2 separate regions of the Mus musculus genome follow, and region 1 is linked to region 2. Evidence: chromatin contacts called from public promoter capture Hi-C data. All regions are on one chromosome and are shown on one strand. Each heading gives the region's core, a stretch centred on a gene start, on an enhancer-like site or on the middle of the called end of the contact. The rest is flanking DNA. Distances are from core to core; before and after follow the strand shown. Region 1 holds the start of Agrn (agrin). Region 2 holds the start of Prxl2b (peroxiredoxin like 2B).

The links. Promoter capture Hi-C pulls out the DNA fragments that hold promoters and counts their contacts.
Region 1: a contact with region 2 is called in a promoter capture Hi-C map of trophoblast stem cells, with 4 times the contacts expected there. The contact joins the promoter of Agrn here to the promoter of Prxl2b in region 2. A contact is called at or near these places in 3 of 39 promoter capture datasets (liver, pre-B cells and trophoblast stem cells) and 1 of 484 Hi-C or Micro-C datasets (B cells).

The regions. Positions count from the first base shown.
Region 1 is chr4:156,196,177-156,198,876 of GRCm38.p6, reverse strand. It overlaps Agrn (agrin), which reads left to right and starts at 1,389. Exons shown (of 36, transcript NM_021604.3): 1 at 1,389-1,663. The coding sequence starts at 1,457. It overlaps Gm46878 (a long non-coding RNA gene), which reads right to left. Exons shown (of 4, transcript XR_003955191.1): 4 at 1-359.
Region 2 is chr4:154,897,638-154,900,337 of GRCm38.p6, reverse strand. It overlaps Prxl2b (peroxiredoxin like 2B), which reads left to right and starts at 1,295. Exons shown (of 7, transcript NM_025582.3): 1 at 1,295-1,395; 2 at 1,658-1,862; 3 at 2,159-2,210. The coding sequence starts at 1,333. Gm52690 (a long non-coding RNA gene) reads right to left here. Exons shown (of 2, transcript XR_003955190.1): 1 at 2,288-2,700; 2 at 1-1,907.

The DNA of each region.
Region 1 (2,700 bases), core at 140-2,639, 1.3 Mb before region 2:
ATCATGTCTCAGATAGGAGGCACCCAATTTGAAAAAGCTTCACCCCCCTTTCTGCCTGATGGCTCTTTGTCTTTTCCTCTATCAGCTTACTCGGGCCTTTGAGTGCGCTTAGGGCACAAGCAAGTCAGTACAAGTCCTTCTGTGGTCCTTCAGACCTTTAAGAGAATTTGAGTGGAACCTCAGAAGACCCCCTTCTGGTTGGTGTGTTTGTGCTTATCTGGATTAGGTGATGCCAGATCTAGCAACGCTGGAGCCCACTGTGTAGATGCGACCTCAAATCTGGGTCCAGAAGGTGGAGTCTTTCTCAGGAGGAAGAGCTGCTGACACTCACACTTCACTCTGGCTTCTGGCTCAACAGCCTATGGAAGATAGCATAGTGTCTTCTCTCGTTTTTTTTTTGTTTTTTTTTTTTTCCAAAATTTTTTTCTTCACTTACATTTCAAATGCTATCCAGAAAATCCCCTATCCCCCCCCCCCCCACCCATTCTCTCGGTTTGTTTGTTTTGTTTTTGGTTTTTTGAGACAGGGTTTCTCTGTGTAGCCCTGGCTGTCCTGGAACTCACTTTGTAGACCAGGCTGGCCTCGAACTCAGAAATCCACCTGCCTCTGCCTCCCGAGTGCGCCACCACCGCCCTGCGCGTTCTTTCAACCTCCTGTAGGTCTAGTGCTAGCTTGGCTCCCGGGGGCCTCGGTTTATATCCTGCACTTAGCCAGGCCAAGCTGGGGAAGCTCTGGTCCACAGAGGGAGAGACGGAGGGGGCGGGGACGGTTCTGTAGCAAGACTGGAGAAGACTTAAGTCCACAAGGAGCATCACACTGGGCGGGTCTGGGCGCATTCGGCACAGTCACCGCTGACCGGCCATCGGCAGGGGGCGTGGCCTGTGGTGGCACCGGGACAGCCGCGGGGCCCTCTGCGCGCAGCCCTAGCGTCAGGCTGGGGAAGGGAAGGTCCGGCTCCGCCAGCGTCTCCTGTGCAGACCGGGCGAGCCCCTTGGAATTCCCAGCACGTCGCCCCTCGATTATACATCAACCTGACTTCAGCTGCATTTCCCGGTGGGAGGACAGTTCAGGCGGACGGGGGAGGGGCCCCGGCGCGACGCCTCCCCCTCCCCCAAGGCGGCCACCCACCCACCCACCCGGCCGAGCCCCCGCCCCAGCTCGGCGGGCGCCGCAGTCTCCGGGCTTTGTTCGCTGCCCGCGCGGGTCGCAGGGAGCGGGGGGCGGGCTGAGCCCTCAGGGGGCGGGGCGGGGCCGCCAGTCCCCGCCCAGTCCCCGCCCCGTCCCCGCCCAGTCCCCGCCCCACCCACGCCGTCCCCGCCCCGTCCCCGCCCAGTCCCCGCCCCACCCACGCCGTCCGCCCTCCCTCCTCCTCCGCCGCGCTGCGGTCCAGTCCTGCCCCCCGAGCGGTCCGGCCCGCGCGCTCTCCCGGCTCCCTCCCGCCGTTCCGGGCTGCGCCATGGTCCGCCCGCGGCTGAGCTTCCCGGCCCCGCTGCTGCCGCTGCTGCTGCTCCTGGCGGCGGCCGCGCCAGCCGTGCCGGGCGCCAGCGGGACGTGCCCGGAGCGCGCCTTGGAGCGGCGCGAGGAGGAGGCGAACGTGGTGCTCACCGGCACAGTGGAGGAGATCCTCAACGTGGACCCGGTGCAGCACACCTACTCCTGCAAGGTGGGCCCCGGCCGGACCCCACGAGACCCAGCCCTCTGGATTCCCAGCCCGGGGCTCCTCTCCCCCGTGGTCCCCGTCCCCGAGGCCCGCCCTTCGCGTGCCGGCCGCCCCGCTGCGACCCCGTCCCCAAGCCGTGGGAACGAACCCGGCACGTTTCTGCGGCCCCAGCTGGAGCTCCCTCGGCGACCGCCGAGCCTCCGGGGGGGGGGGGCGCTCGGGTCCCGGAAAACTCCGCCGCTCGGTGCGAAAGTTACTGCGGGGCCGCTGTGGCTCCTTTCACGGCGTCCAGGCCCCGGTTGCTGTCGTGCCCGCCCCCACCCTTGTCCAGAGCCCCTCTTTCTTGTTGGGAACAAGTGTACACCTTCGCCAAAAGGAACGAATAGGGCTCGGGGAGGCACGAGGGGGGACGAAGTCGACCTGTGGCGAGGCCTTTACCAGGGCGAGGGGTGGTCTGCAGGGAGTCAGGGGTGTGTGGTCTAATCTGCAACCCGGGGAGCCTGCGTAAGGTGCTGCAGCGAACGCGTGTCCGAGCCGGAGCAGAGAAATGGGCAGAGGGCTGTGGCTGAGTTTCCTGTGCTCGAGGCGCAGGGGCTCAAAGGACTGGGTTTCTCCTGCCATACGGTAGAATTAGCTCTGTTTCAACTGCAGCTGAATTTGAGAGCACCTTGGAATAGGTATGGGGTCGATACCCTCGGAATATCCGTTGCTGGTTCTCCTCGTCCCTCAAATCGCTTCGCTGGAAACAGGATTTGTTCTTACTCTTTGGGAATGAGAAGGATGGTGACTTCCTTCAGAGTACCGTGTGTTCATGGGATCCCCCCGCTGGGCCCCCTCCTCTCCCTGCCGAGGCACTTTGCCAAGTCCCTGCAGGATTTTCCCGACTTCCTCCCCGCTGCTCCTGGGTGTGGCTGGGGTGGGGGAGGTGTGAGAACTGTGAGCTTTCCCCCTTTGGGTTATCTCCCACAATAGTTGGGGGTGGGGGGCGCAGGTAGATAAAGTTCTTTAGGTGCTGCAAGTCTTAGGTGTCTCGCAGGAGC
Region 2 (2,700 bases), core at 46-2,545:
GGTGGTGCTTCCAGGACCAGTTGCTCTACAGGACCAGCTCCTCCTGATTCTGCAACTTTATTTTCTTTCCTTTTTTAAAATGTACCTTTGCACACCTGTGTGCACTTGTGTGTGCCCGGGGAGTCCAGCGGTTGAGTGTTTTACTCAGTGCCTCTCAATCGTATTTCTTGAGACAAGGTCTATTGCTGATTCTCATGCCTTTGCTTCCCCCAGGACATGGGATTACAGGTCTCTGTCATTTTACCGAGTCACCTCCCCAGCCTACTCTTGCTTGCATAGGTTTGGGCCCAATGTGAGTGCCTGGTGCCTGAAGAGACCGTAAGGGAGCATCAGATGCCCTCAAGCTGGACTTGCAGAGGATTGTGAGTCGCTGTAGGGATGCTGGGAACCAAACCGTGGGCCCTCTGCAAGAGCAGCTAGTGCTCTTAACCACTGAGCCATCTCTCTAGCTTCTCCTTTTGACACAGTGATATGTATGGTTCCTAACTTCCTGCCTGGCTGTTCAGCCTCAGCTAGGTATCTTGTGGTGGCTCTCTTCCTTTCCTAGCCTCTACATCTGTCAGATGCTTGAACATGGCCCTAGAAAGCATCACAGGGCTTACTTAGTGAGGAAAGGACAGAACACGTGGATTCCTGAGCCTTCTACTCTTCCTAGGGACACACCACTGCGAGCTCCTGTTTATCTCCTTTGGATTGTTGTACATGAGAGCCCGTAGTTTAAAAACTGACATCCACACAGCAGGAAATGGTACTTTACGATGGAAGTTAATAGGATTTCGCGAAAATGCAAAGCAGGAACTTAGACTTGGAAAGGCTGGTCCTTTCACTACTGTAAGTGCCGGCTGCCCTACTGTTCCTCACACTAGTGATTTGTGAGTTCGATTCCCCGTTTCAACTTTTTGGCTCTAATTCTACCACCCTGCTGCACTACTAGGGACCACCTGATGCTAGTGGAGAGCTACGCAAACGCTAGAGAGCCACGCAAACGCATTCTGCGCAGGCGCACCGCTTGCAGACTGTCCATTGAGCTTTACCTGCTACGCCATTGGCTAATAAGCTTATACATATGAGAACAACCTAGGCTTAGGCAAAGAGATCTGCAGTGATTGTCTCTTTGGAGAGAGGGTGTGCCTGTATACTAATATCAGGGGCGGAGCCTGGGGCGAGACAAGCGCACAGTCATGTGACCTGAACCCCCTGGAGGTGGTGCCCACCAGGACTGGGGCGGGATTATGGGCGGGGCATAGGCTGGCTGAAGAGGCTGCGCAGGACAGAGTGAGCCTCCCCAGGCTGCGAGAAGGGACCGTGGAGCAGAAAGGGACGGAGGAGGCCATGAATGTGGTGGACCTTGGTCGCGTAGGAGCGTGTGTCTTGAAACATGCAGTGACTGGGGAGGTGAGATTTGGCTCGCGCAGGGCGGAGAACGCCTCCCCTAATACCTGGCCCAGAGCCTTGGCAACTCACATGGGTTGGAGTGGAGGTCCTGAGGGGTCCTATGAGTTCGCGTACTGGGCGTGGGTACAGCTCATGGTCCACAGAGGAACCATCAGGAGGACCAGTCAGCTGCGAATCTTGGAGCAGCACGCTGCGGGACATGTGAGGCTGCCGGGCATAGGGGGTTGGTGAGCCCATGTCCCCTGACCGATCCATTCTGTAGGCTGTGGAGCTGCGGAGCCTATGGCAGGAGAAAGCTTGTGTGGTGGCCGGTCTGCGACGCTTCGGCTGCATGGTGTGCCGCTGGATCGCCCAGGACCTCAGCAACCTCCGGAGCATCCTGGACCAACACGATGTGCGCCTGGTGGGCGTGGGGCCTGAGGCCCTGGGCCTGCAGGAGTTTCTGGATGGTGGTTACTTCTCAGGAGGTGCGACTCTTCCCGGACTCAGAGCCTGGGCTGACCTCTCCCTTTCTAGGCCCAACAAGAACATATTCATGTGTCAGCATATGCAGCTCTTCCCTGCCCTGCCTTCAGCCTGTGCCCTGGCTGGTGCCCAGACCTAGTGGCAAAGTCCCAGTGACTCTTGCCCTTCCCGTTTAAGCAGTGGTGACATTCAATCCTGCCTTGCTACTCATGGCTTGGGTGGGTGGAGCTGGATACAGTAAGTGGAGGGGACAGACTGTAGGAAGCCTGGGGCACATAGCTGTGGCTTTCCTTTCTAGAACTCTACCTTGATGAGAGCAAGCAAATCTATAAGGAGCTGGGCTTCAAGCGGTAAGTGTGACTGTTTGTGGGCATGAGTCTAACCAGGGACAACAGGAGGACAGAGTGGCCACCGCTCTCTTATGTACCTTCTTGCTACTGCCATCTGCTCTGCTCTCCAGTTTGTCTCATGGAAACTGACACTGGTGCTTCAGCCAGCCCTTCTTTGAGTCTTCTAATGGGTGTTGGTCCAAGGCAGGCCTGTCCTCAGAAGTCTGCTATTTCATAAACAGGAGGGACCTTGGAGCCCAGTGCCTTAGCCATGGCTCATTGCAGTCCTCTGTTGCCACAGACTGCCTGTCATGATAGGCAGTGCCGGCTAAGCGAGATCCCTGGGCACACCCAGCTTGGAGCTCATTCCCCACACTCCACACCACCTCTCCAGGGCCCCCAAGGCTAGCTGTATTCAACCTGGGGGCTCTCAGGGCTTGTGTAGAGCCTAGTTAGACTGGTTGCTGATCTGCCTGAGCCCTGGGTTAGATAAGTGGGTGGGGCAGGACAC